Linked DNA regions of Mus musculus: region 1 is linked to region 2. A link is a contact called in public targeted proximity ligation data. All regions are on one chromosome and are shown on one strand. The core of a region is the stretch at or near the end of the contact, and the rest is flanking DNA. Distances in the headings are between cores, read along the strand shown.

What was found.
Region 1: a contact with region 2 is called in a targeted proximity ligation map of pancreatic cancer cells. A contact is called at or near these places in 1 of 130 datasets of targeted methods (pancreatic cancer cells) and 2 of 9 other capture datasets (embryonic stem cells and pancreatic islet).

What each region holds. Positions count from the first base shown.
Region 1 is chr19:6,201,198-6,207,890 of GRCm38.p6, forward strand. Majin (membrane anchored junction protein) reads left to right here. Exons shown (of 11, transcript NM_001165919.2): 3 at 5,021-5,066. Among named protein-coding and RNA genes, the nearest start is that of Majin, 20 kb to the left of the region's middle.
Region 2 is chr19:5,942,749-5,949,246 of GRCm38.p6, forward strand. It overlaps Pola2 (polymerase (DNA directed), alpha 2), which reads right to left. Exons shown (of 18, transcript NM_008893.3): 11 at 5,654-5,778; 12 at 4,956-4,994; 13 at 3,722-3,795; 14 at 807-915; 15 at 475-581. Among named protein-coding and RNA genes, the nearest start is that of Pola2, 18 kb to the right of the region's middle.

The DNA.
Region 1 (6,693 bases), core at 1,999-4,498, 260 kb after region 2:
TGTTGGTATTTGGCAGATCTGGTACTCAGAAGCAACTTTAAGCAGGCCAGCCTTGTTGAGTGGAGGTCCATGTTGTCAAGCCTATGTATAACTCCCATCTCTGCCACCATGGCTCCTTTGTTCATGGGATTAGGCAATGGTAGGGATGCTTGGAAAGGAAAGGGAAAGGCTGACTGTCCACAGAACAGATCTTCCTGTCTACTTGATTATTAAATTCCTCTGCTGAAGCCACCTTTGGATCAGCATTTACATGTGACACAAGTATCTTCATTGCTTTGCCCATTTAGAGAGATCTGGTCACATACTTCTTCCCCAGATTCATTTCTCACCAATTTTCCAATCATGTTTTTTTCAAGTCCCTGACAATCGAGCCAACTCACTGGCTACAGTCCATGAATCAGAGAACAATTGTACTTGTGGTCATTTTTCCTTTCAAACAAAATATATGACCATGTGCACTGATTGAAGTTCTACCCATTCTAAAGATTCCCCTTTGCTAGTTTCTCAGGGCTGTCCCACAAAGGGGTTGTAATGCTGCTGCTGTCCAGGCCCAGGTGGTGTCTGTATAACGTGCAGAACCCTAAGTAAACCAAGCTCTAGTTTTCTTTTCCTCGATCAACCAATCTCAGGACATATCTTAGCCACAAGCTTTTCTACCCAGCCTTTTTGCTCCTGAAATAATGTCTCTGAGACTTGATTATTTATGAATAAATGCCTAGGCCATAAGCTTTGACTTGTTCCCCAACTAGCTTGTAACCTCTATAACTCATTTATTCTAGTCTATATCTACCACATAGCTAGTTGCCTCTCCTTAGTTTCATTTGTCTGGCTCCTCTGAGTCTGGGGCAAAATCTCCCACTCTTGACTCTTTCCCAGAATTCCTCTCTCTCTCTGACAGATGTCCCATCTTCTAATCTTGCCTCAGCTCATTGGCCATCAACTTTGTGTTGACAGGCGATGCACAGACACGGTGCACAGAGATTGTCTTTGCACATACCCCATAGGGCTATGGATACAGGCTTGAAAGCACTTGGTATTATAATGGGAGTGGAAACCATAGGCATTTGGATAAAGTCTTCATGTAACTTGCTTGTGCATTCAAGACCTGCTTGGGCCCAATCATGTATGTACCATTTTTATTTGATAATGGATTGCGGCTATGCACATTCTACTTCATGACTTGATGTATTAAATTAATACCCAGCTCATGGTGAGCAGCTCAGGTCACATGGTAACGTGGTGACCCATTGTCAAATGTTCAGTTTTTACTAGGGTCCAATAGCAGGCCAAGAGCTCTCTTTCAAAGTTGTCTGCAGAATAGTTGTCTACAGATGATGGTAGAGCCTTGCTCCAAAATTCCAAAGGCTTCAAACAGTATCCCTCTCTGTCACTGACTCCTCAAGTACTATCAGATCTGCTAGATCACTATGGTCCAAGTGGTAAAGCAGACTGCACAGCAGCCTGGACATGTTGAAGAGCCTTCTCCTTTTCTAGGCCCCACTCAAAGCTAGCAGCTTTTCTTTTTCTTTTTTTGTTTAAATATTATTGCCGGGCGTGGTGGCGCACGCCTTTAATCCCAGCACTCGGGAGGCAGAGGCGGGTGGATTTCTGATTTCGAGGCCAGCCTGGTCTACAAAGTGAGTTCCAGGACAGCCAGAGCTATAAAGAGAAACCCTGTCTCGAAAAACCAAAAAAAAAAAAAATATTATTTATTATACGTAAGTACACTGTAGCTGTCTTCAGACACCCCAGAAGAGGGCATCAGATCTCATTACGGATGGTTATGAGCCATCATGTGGTTGATGGGATTTGAACTCACGACCTTCAGAAGAGCAGTCGGCACTCTTAACCGCTGAGCCATCTCTCCAGCCTGCTAGCAGCTTTTCAAGTCGCTTGATATATTGGCTGGAGTAACACCCAAGTGAGGAACATGTCTTCAGAATCCAAACAGGCCCTCTAAACATGTTCCCTGCCCACCCCCTTGGCAGTAGGAAGAGCCAGGTACAATAACCTATCTTTCACTTTAGAAGGAATATCTATCTCTGCATGCCCTACACCACTGAAATCCCAAGAATTTGAGATAGAAGGCCTTTGAATTTTGGTTTGATTTATTTTCTATCCTCTGATGCGCATGTGTGTTACCAACAAGTCCAAAGTGGTTGCTACCACCTGCTCACTTGGTTCAATCAGCATAATGTCAGCAACGTAGTGGACCAATGTGATATTTTGTGAAAGATTCAGGTCATCAAGATCTTTTCTGAGTTACATCATTGGGCTCAAAAGTTAATAAAATGTTTGCAGTAAAACTGTAAAAGTATACTGCTGGCCTTGCCAACCAAAAGCAAATTACTTCTGGTGGTCCTTATGGACAGGCACTGAGAAAAGGGCATTTGCTAGATCAATAGCTGCATACCATGTACCAGGAGATGTGTTAATGTGTTCAAGTAAGGACACCGCATCTGCACACCAGCTGCAATTGGAGTCACTGCTTGGTTGAGTTTTCAATTGTCCACTCTCATTCTCCATGATCCATGTGTCTCTTGTACTGGCCAAACAGGAGAGTTAAAGGGAGATGTGGTGAGAGCCACCATCCTTCCTCCTCGATGGTTTCTACAATTCCTCCAGGAATACAATACTGCTTTTGATTCACCTTTTTCCCTGATAGAGGTAACTCTAAAGGCTTCCATTTAGCCTTTCCAACCATAGTAGATCACTCCATAGGTCAGGGAATCTAAGTATATCTGTCCCAGTTATACATTCTGAAACTGAGAAAATAACCACATGACGAGTATGGGAACTCACTGAACCTACTGTGAGCTAGACTTCAGCCAAATCACATGGCCCCCATAAACATGTAGTTTAACTGGAGGTCCGGACGTTTCTTAGAGTCTCCCAGAATCAGCATCAGTTCAGAACCAGTACCTATCAGACCCCAGAATATCTGATTGCTTCCCTTCCCCCAATGTATATACTACACTTTTAAAAGGCTGTGTGTCCCTCTGGGGAAGGACTAGAGAAAGGTTAACAGTAAAACTCAGGAATTTATCAAGGTCCTTCCACGGGGGAACCTGGTTGTGGTTTCATTTGAGGGATTCTGGGTCTGCAAACTGGCAGAAACTGGTTCACAGCCCGAGATTCCTTTTGCTACCATCCATTTGTTTGAGAATTTTTCCACTTACACAGATCAAACAAAACATGCAGTAGTAGGCTTCTTATCTATTTCATGCCTGGAAACCCCATGCTTGATTAGCCAGTACCAAAGGTCCATGTGAGTCATGCCACCAAAATCACTTTGTGCTGTGCTTATGGGTCCAGTCATTCTGGACAGTGTTTTTTCTGTGCTGCCCATTAGGCAATTCAGTGCTGCCTCAGGGCCCCTGCTACTTTGGGGCCCAAATAAATTCACTACATTCAATTCAACCAACTAGGCAGTAGCGTCTCCAACCCAAAGGTCTGACACAAGGAAAAGGGCAACAGCAAAGCTCTTCTGATGTGCTGGTGCCCATCTTACAGAATTAGTGAAGGGCTGCCTTTCTGGCCTTTCCACTGTGGACTATCAGCTTTTACACAGCATATCCACTTTAGCATTGTAGCCTCCCTATGCCATGAATCCCTTCATCAACATTAAGCCAAGGATATCAGGTATCCCCCAGCTCCTTTTCAGTAGGCCGTCTTTTGAGAAATATTTCAGCCAACCATTCAAGCAAAATCTTTGACATCTGTACAAGCTTACATATTAAACCCAGATTCTGCACTCAGTGGGCCTGTATCAATAAACTCAGCCTGATTCGGTTTTATGTTATCCTACACCCTTGAAATCTATTCCCACACATATTCTCCAGGCTTCGGCCTGGTTGAATTAGCAAACTCATTAAGCTCCTTAGTAGTGTAGTGAGTTTCCTCATGGACTACACTTTCTTTCTTTTCATTTTCTTTTACTTCTTTTCCTTTCTGGACAAGGTATCTCTGTGTAGCTTTGGCTGTCTTGGAACTCACTCTGTAGTTTAGGCTGGCCTCTAACTCACAGAGATCCTCCTGTCTCTGCCTCTCATGTGCTGGGATTGAAGGCTTATACCACCATGCCCAGCTTACACTTTTTACCACCCCTCTAAGAGCCTGCATAGCCTTGAGTCTGGTTGTAGGTCTAGAGACAACTATTGGTGGATCCTGAGGATCATTAGCAATGTCTAGCATTTCCTTCAGGAAAGTCACTGCTGATATAGCAGACAGTGAAGGTCGGATTTCCTCAGTCAGCAGTGGAAAAGGCAGTATTTCAGGGGGTGGGGATCCGAGTACATCTACTGCAGGTGGAGAGACTGTTCCTCAGGTGATTAAACTCTGGAATCTGAGGGTTCAAAGTTCTCAGTTTCAATAGGGTTCTCCCACACATAGCCATCTCAAATTATAGTATCCCATTCCCTAACCAGTAAGTGCCCTTAGCTTAACTGTTGATACCTTCCAAGCTAGGACCTGAATTTTTGCTGTAATTCAGCCAACTTCATAGGTAAGGCTTTTGTTTGATTTTCCACAACTGAGTTCTGTGGCTCCAGGGAAGAAGATACACTCACAGTTTTAATCCAGCAGAGACAGGAAGATCTCTGTGAGACTGAGGCCAGTCTGGTCTACAGAGTGAGTTCCAGGATGGCCAGGGCTACACAGAGAAACCCTGTCTCAAAAAAAAAAAAAACAAACAAACAAACAAACAAAAACTTACTCAAAAAAAATTAGAGAAACTCTGTCTCAAAAAACCATATATGTGTGTATATATGTATATAATTTATTAACTATATATAGTCTTATATATACATATATATATAAAATCTAAAAACTTTTAAACCATTACAGCAGAAATATAAGATCTTGCAAGTTTTACAGAGAAGACTTTGGGGGGCAACCTTGTACCAATTCTCAAACACACTGTGTAAGGTGAGCACTGGGTCAACCACAGACTGTAATATATCTTGTTTCAGATACTAGACAGGACTTGCTTTCTTATGGTACTTCTCTGTTTCCCTTCTAGAGGAGAAGAAATAGAGGATAAGGAAGTCATCGTCCAGGAGCTGGAGGTAGGAGGAAAATGAAGCAACTTCTGAAGAAATGATTTACTCCTGAAGTCAAGGATGAATCACACCCAAACTTCTTTTTGTTGGTGGTGGTAGTGGTTGTTTTGTTGAGACAGGGTTTCTCTGTGTAGCCCTGGCTGTCCTGGAACTCACTCTGTAGACCAGGCTGGCCTCCAACTCAGAAATCCGCCTGCCTCTAAGTGATGCGCTTAAAAGCATGGGCCAGCCGGATGGTAGTGGTGCACGCCTTTAATCCCAGCACTCGGGAGGCAGAGGCAGGCGGATTCCTGAGTTCGAGGCCAGCCTGGTCTACAAAGTGAGTTCCAAGACAGCCAAGGCTACACAGAGAAACCCTGTCTTAAAAACAAACAAACAAACAAAAAAACCATGTGCTACCACTGCCGAGCTTCATACCCAGACTTCTATTATTTCCTACAAACCGAGTCACAAGCCCCACCTGCTAAGTTGGTATCTCCATGCAAAGAAGCCACGATTTTTCCAGGAAAATTTAAAGCCCATGTCCTTTTTCAATTCTCACTAAAGTATGAGTGCCTTTGAGACCGGTTGTTGTTTCCACTGGGGTTCCCAGACAGGGCAGCTCTGTTGTGGCAGTTGGCACAAAGAAGCTTCCGGAGGACTGCTGCCTTCCAGGGCTCCAGGAATGCCACCACCCCAACCACCGCCTGGTGTTTGACGTTCAGGAAACTGGGCAGTAAATACACTGACAAGTGCCTGTGTCTTCATTTTAATTGGAAACATTTGCCATCATTTTGTTCCAAGTTCAAGTTCATTCCTTTTCTACACAGCTCTGCCTGTTAGAGATTTCCAGAAAGAAGGCTGAGCAGGGATAGAGCTTTGTAAACTGGTGAAAGCATTGGGCCAGCAGTTAGGATTCTGGGGGCTGGCCCTGTATTAAAGTCTGTTCTTTCACCTGTCAAAAGAGGTTAATCTGTTTCCAAGATTATGGTGTGGATTTCAAATAGATGTGTCCAACGCTGGGTACACATATAGTTAGAAAGCATTTGCATACATTTATGTGCATATTAAAGTTTGCAAACTGCTCTTTTGTTTGTTTGGCTTGGTTTTAATTTATTTTGGACACGGGGTTCTCACTATATATTCCTGCCTGGCCTGAAACTTGTGTAGATAAGTCTTGCTTTGAACTTTCAGAGATCCTTCTGCCTCTGCCACCCAAGTCTAGGATTATAAGTTTGAGCCTCTACTATCGGTCCTTTGTGTGCATTTGTGTGTGTGTGAGTGAGTGTGTGTGTGTTTCATTTTTGCAGTGAGTTCTTTTATCCTAGGCTGGCATGTGTAGCTGAGGATGTCCTTGAATTTCTGATCCTCCTGCCTGGAATTAGAGGTGTATGTCATCACACACACACACACACACACACACACACACACACACACACACACATCTAGTTTATACAGTTCTGGAACTAAACCCAGGACTTCATGCATACTAAGTAATGACTCTGCCATCCATCTAAGTTGCATCTCAACTCTTTTGTTTGTTTATTTGTTTTGTTTTGCTTTTTTATTGTTTGTTGTTTTGAGATAGGATTTCTTTGTATGTAGCCCTGGCTGCCCTGTAAATCACTCTGTAGACTAGGCTGGTGTCAATTTC
Region 2 (6,498 bases), core at 1,978-4,477:
ACACCCAACCGCTGACCTCCCGGCTTGTCCCTCTCTTCTGGCAAGGAAGTTTGATAGACAAACCAGCTGCCTAGCCTAGATGCCAGGTCTGGCGGTGTCCAGCTGAGGGCCCCACATTCACTGTTCTGATAAATCCATGGGAAACGCACAGAGGAACACTTGAACACTCAGGTCACAAATTGGGAAGGTAAAGAAAATAACCAGAGCCAAAAATATAAATTTCAGTGCCTGGGTGTCTCCATTAGATAGACCAGGCTTGGTTCTTCGGGCCTCAGACCCAGCAGACTAGCGACAGCCACAAATCTGCCTGCCTGTCTGCTACCTTCAGCAGACAGAGAAAGGCTCGGCACTTTTGGTTTAAGTGTGGCTCTCACAACTCCGTTCCAAGACTGTCAAGTAGCATGGGGGATGTGGGTGGAGGTAGTGTCTTAGTGACAACAAGGACAGGACACAGGGAGCCAGCAGTCTTCTTACCTAAAGATCTCCTCAGCCCCGATGTGGAACAGCAGGTCCGTGGATGTCAAACCAAACATCACTCCATTTATGGAGAGGCTGCAGGGCTCTGACACAAACTGCACTCGCTGAAAGGAGGAGCTGACATGAATACTCGCATCCAACAGCCAGAGGGTTCTTTCCCACTAAAGCTGGGGCCTGCAGACCACCAAGGACCACCCAAGGGTGGTCCTATGACATCTCTGTTGCGGACTTAGGGGCTGTGCTCCCTCCTGAGAGGGTTTCTCTGCCCTCCTCCCCAGGGCGGTCTTCACCCCACCCACAGATGGCCGGCCCGAGCCGGGCACTGGTACCTTTTTGTCCTCTCGAGACAGCTCGGAGAAGGTGAAAGGCGGCTGTGGGTATACTGGCTCATGATGGACATCCCTCAGAGACGGGACAAAGACAAGGTGGGAGCCGGAGCTGCTCAAAACACAAACGCCAGAGCGAGTCAGCAGACCTGGGCTGTAGGCTCAAGTGTGAGCATGGCCTTTTGCTGGCAGTCCTCCGGGGAGACTTGATGGCATCCCACTCTGACCAGACACTACCTCGCAGGACCCCGTGAGGGAAAGGCAACCTCCTGGCACATAAACATGCTGATCTGGATCTGGTGCACATAGCTTAGGACACATCGTCTCTTGATTTTTGTGGCACCCTTTACAGAGGAGAACTGTTGTCTGGTGGGAAAAGGGAAAAAATGGAGACCTGGAGATGGGCCTGGGAGGCAGTGTGGTATTAGGAATTTGAGGCTAGCCTGAGCTCTGGAGTGAGACCCTACTTGAGGGGGAGCCTCAGGAATGGAACTAGAGCTTATGTCTGACCTCAGCTCTCCAGGACATAGGTAGCTTGCAGGCAATAACGTTCTCCCGACACATGGCTGGGGCAATACAAGCCAGGGAAGAGGGAGGCAAACTGGTCAGATCCTAAGGCTACCCCACACCTTGAACATCAACTCAAACCTTCCTGCCAACAAAGGGCTTCTGGACACTGAAGACGGAGACTGTCAGAGGGCCAGCCACCTCCTCATTCATGTCAGGAAGTGATACCGTTTCTACTCAGCAAATGAATGCTAAAGAGATACTGCCCAGCGGCAGCTGCTCCTTTGATGGGGACAGGAAAGTCTCTAGGGTTACAACATGGGGTGGAGAAAAAAGCTGCGGTTCCCAGGGCCAGCTGTCTCCACAGCCACACAGGGAGAAAAGGGAAGCCCACTTCTTTGGTTCCCTTTGGTTCCGTGGCAGAGAGGGCCACGGTAAAGCCAACAGGTCTAACTGTTGCTGTGAGGACGCGTTGGGAACCAGCCAATAGCTCTGCAAGCCCTTCCTCCTCGTGCTTAAACAATGAATGAAACAGGCACAGATGCCCCGGAGCCGGAGTTACAGGTTAGTTTCAAGTAGCTTGATGTGGCTGCTGAGAACCAAACTCTCACCGCTGAGCAGCCTCTCCATCCCTGCAGAGGGACTTTTGACACACCGTCAGACACTGGGAACTTGTGTGTTATGTCGGATCATCAGAATCTCGAGACCAAAGGTACCTTTCATATCACTCACAATCTGTCACCAAGTTCACTGCCACTGTCCAAGTCCACCATGTGGGTGCTAGCGTGTGGTGAATGGGACACGGAGGGAGTTGGAAGGGGCAACATTTTCTCCAAGTCTCCAGCATGGAATTCTGAAGGTACAAGGGGCTGGGGGTGGGGCGGGGCAGCTGTTTGACCTCATGGGACTGAGCTGCTCTTCGGGACTGGCTTCAGGAGAGCAATGGTTAAGGCGGAAACAGCCTCCGCTCATGGCTTGGAGCTGGCTATAGGGGGATGGGCCAGGAAGAAAATTTCAACTATGTGCAGCCTTGCACAACTTCACTTCATACATCATGGTGGGAGGGTCTCACTGTCGTCACTTGAGCAGTGAGGTGCACCAGGCCTCTCTGCTGCTACAAGGGAGCTCGCACACATCTGCCAACCTCTGAAGGCTTGGGGTTCTGCATCTCTGACTCAGCACCATTTCTATATTGCTCAGGCAGGGTGGGGCGGCTCCCTGCCCTGCAGCTCACACTAACCACAGATGAAAGTGCCTGGTGGCGCTGGGCGCTGGCCCCCAGGGTAACAATGCCCGGTCTATTCTTTGTTTATGTCACTGCTATCAATAGCACATGGGATGACGAACCAAAATCAGAATCCAGCCTCACGTTGGATGCACCAGCCAGTGCTGGGTGCTGCTCCAGAGCCTCTCCTGCTGTGGGGGGCGTGTGGGAGTGGTGGTGGCAGAGGTTTATCTTCTGAGGACCTCCACTCAGCATTCCCCAGGTTTCATAAACTCAACTGGCCCTAGCAGATCTGAGAAGAGGGAGGGTATCTGTAACCCTCCATTTGAGAAGGGAGGAGGATGGAAGCAGCTAAGGGCTCAAATCTCCTGGCTCTAGGCCTGATGCCAGCACTCGGTTGTATTACAACTAATCAACCCGGGATCTGTTCTCAGGACAGAAGGCGGAAGGAAGACCTTTCCAAACCACCTTTGTTACAGGTTTGCTTTAAAGCTGAGCCTCAGGGATGTTTGTTTACTAAACAGAAAGCAAATCCCAGGAGCCCGCCCACCACTTCATTTTCTTTCTGACCTGGCCAAACGAAATGGACAGGAACTGAGGGTCAGCTTCCGGTGACTCTGCCTCTAGCTTTAGACTCTCACTGGAGCCGTGAGGCCCACACTAGAACCCAGTGCTGATGTCAGTGCTGGGGCCTCAGTCCTGTCTTCCAAACTATGCCGAGGACTCCAGATCCACCCTCACTCAAGTCTTTCCCACCCATCACCCTAGCTCTTGGCAGCCGTCCCCCACCATGGGGAGCATTGACTCAGGAAAGGAACTTGGGCTCACCCCAAAGCATTCCCTTTGAGCGAGGAGAGGCTTGGGGCCTCTCAGGATTTCTCTGTCACTGGAATGCCTCCCTACCCTGGGACTATTCCCATGGAGTAACTGCTTATACAAGGGGAAGTGAGAAAGGGAAGTGAAGAGAGCGAGGAAGAGCATGTGAAACGCGTCCTCTCAAGTTTGTTTATCTGACTTACAAAGATGCCTTTTTACCCACTCTCCAGCACTCGAAGGTCAAGGGCTCTATCTCATCTCTGAGTTCAAAGGGCGGAAAGGACAGAACGGCCACGCGGTTTCAGTTTTCCTACTTGTCCTAGAGGAACCTGGAGAGCCCCAGGTTCTGCCCAGCAACTGGAATGCTAACCTTCTCGTTCCTTCGATAACTGTTCTCAGGCATTGCTTGAAAACGTCTTCGAATGGGCTTGTCAACTTACAGTTCTGCAAGAAAGTAAAAGAGGTGCACTCGGGGCAGACACCTGGTGTCTGCTCGGGGCTAAAGCTTGTAGGATGACCCCGAAGGGCTCAGAGCGGGCACAGGGTAACAAGGAGAAAGACAGGAGCCAGGCACAGGGCCCTGAGCTTTGCAAACCCAGCACTCAGGAGGGTGAAGCAGGATTGCTGTGAGCGCCAGACTAGCCTAGGATACAGACGGAATTCTAAGCCAGCCTGGCTCTAATGTCTCAAACAAAAAGGGGTGGGCATGGGGTAGGGCTGCCCATCTGCAAGGAATAGAGTCGAGACAAGGGAAGAATTACTCTCCTCGTACACAGCTGCGAGTCTGGGATGAAGACTGCCTTGAACCTTTTCTGTGAAGGAGAAACACGGAAGCCAGGCCCTTGACCGAGACCCCAGGAAAGACCATTTGTGATTATGTATCTCAGGACCTTAACACGTGACATACCAACTTAGAGCAGTAGCCACAGAACAGAGTTTCAGTCTCTGTCTCTTCAGCGAAGGTAGGCAGTGTGCCAGTCTCACAGGGAACTTTCTTTCCTTCTTATTTAGTTCCCACCCCCCCCCCCCAAGACAGGGTTTCTCTGTGTATCCCTGGCTGTCCTGGAACTCACTCTGTACACCAGGCTGGCCTCGAACTCAGAAATCTACCTGCCTCTGCCTCCCCAGTGCTGGGATAAAAGGTGTGTGCCGCCACTGCCCGGCTTCTTCTTCTTTTTTAAAATTTATTTATTTTATGTATATGAGTACACTGTTGGCTCTCTTCAGACACACCAGAAGAGGGCATCGGATCCCATTACAGATGGTTGTGAGCCACCATGTGATTGCTGGGATTTGAACTCAGGACCTCTGGAAGAGCAGCCAGTGCTCTTAACCCCTGAGCCGTCTCCCCCTAGGGGACTTTCAGAGCCCAGGCTCCTCTGCATTTGTCACTGCTTTTGCGCCTGAGCAGTTAGGTGGTATTGGAAAGGAGCCACCCATTTCTAATCCCTCCCTGGGTTCCAGACAGTCTGGTGGACTGGAGCCTTCAAATTCAAGACATGTATTAAACATGGCCAGTGACGATGTTTTCCTCATAGCTACAGGGTAGATGTAAGCCTGCTGCAGTTATAGACACACTCCCAGCCCTTCCCCCAGGCACTTACCTCCACCTGTTCATGTTTAGCATCCAGGAAAGGTCCGAACTGCCAAGGACAGAGGTGGGGAGAAAGCCCCCAAGGAACAAATCAGAATCGTCCAGTCTCAAAGGCTTTTAGACAGAGTATCTAAGGGCAGTTCCCTGCCCAGCTCCACCTGTCCCCTGGAGAACCTGGGGAGGCAGCAGATGGGCAAGGGGCATCTGAGTCCTGTTGTCCTCAGAGGGCTTCCCAGGGCCCTATATCCCCCGTGGTTGCCTCAAATGACACTGGGCTCTTTCCTGTTTTCTACACCTAGCAAGAACAGCAGACCACTATGTTCCCGGTAGCATAAAAAGACATCAGTCTGAGATCAGGACCAAATCAGAGCAAGAATCTTTCAAAACCAGAGGAGGACAGTAATGCTGGGCCTCTGGATCTAGTGACCGCTATGGAATGGGGATATACCTCCACAGGTGCAGATTTTAAAAAATCCAAGCACTTGGGAGGTAAAGGCAGGCAGATCTCTGTGAGTTCAAGGCCAGCCTGGTCTATGTAGTGAGATGCTGTCTCAAAAACAAAATGAAAGAAAACAAAGAAGAATTAACAAAACAAACTCTTTGTAAAGGATAGACAGACGTTTCCTAAAAACTTCAAAAATGTTAAAACCCCTTTCTATTCCCATTTCATTCCCACCCTCACTGCCTCCCTGCACACAGGGGACCTACCAGGATGCAGACATCTGGCTGGTCACGGTTGATGATGGCGATCAGATCAAGCAGGGGGTCATAGGTGATGCTGTCGGAGGTGGTATAAGGCCCGCAGGCAACTACCACCATAGTCTGCTCAGAAGCTGAGACAGAAGGCATTGTAAGGTCACGAGGAGAAAGAAAACGGGCATTGGGTGAAGGGAGCAAGGCCACTGAGGGAAACGCCACAGGATTTGTTTATATCCCACGAGTGCAAGTCTGGGGGACTCAGGGTGAGAACCTCACCCCCTCCCAAGAACACTGAACCAGCACAGGCAGGGAGGACACTGAGCCAAGGTGGCCTCTACAGGTACCTGCACTCAGAAGTGCACATAGTCACACAGTACACATATAAGCAAGCAAACAAACAAACAAACAAAATATATATATATGAATTATTTCAAACTTGGTGGCTTTAAAGCAATGTCCTATCTTACAGTTCTGGATGCTGTAGTGCAGAGTAACGTTGTCAGCAGGCTGCTGACTTCTAGAGGTCACTTGTGTGCCACCTTTAAAGCCGGCAGCCTACAGCTTCTGTTCCCCGACTTCCATCTCTCTGCCACCCATTTTCCTAAGGACCTGTGTGGCTGTACTGGATAAACCCACTCCAAAGATGACTGATTTATTTTCAATATAATTTATTGATTTTATTTTATGTCCATTGGTGTTTTGCCTGCTTGTATGTCTGCATGAGGGTGTCAGATCCCTGGGATAGGAGTTACATGGCTGGGAGCTGCCTTGTAAGTGCCGGGTATTGAACCTGGGTCCTCTGGGAGAGCAGCTCCTGCTTTTAACCACTGAGCAATCCCTCCGATTTATTTTAC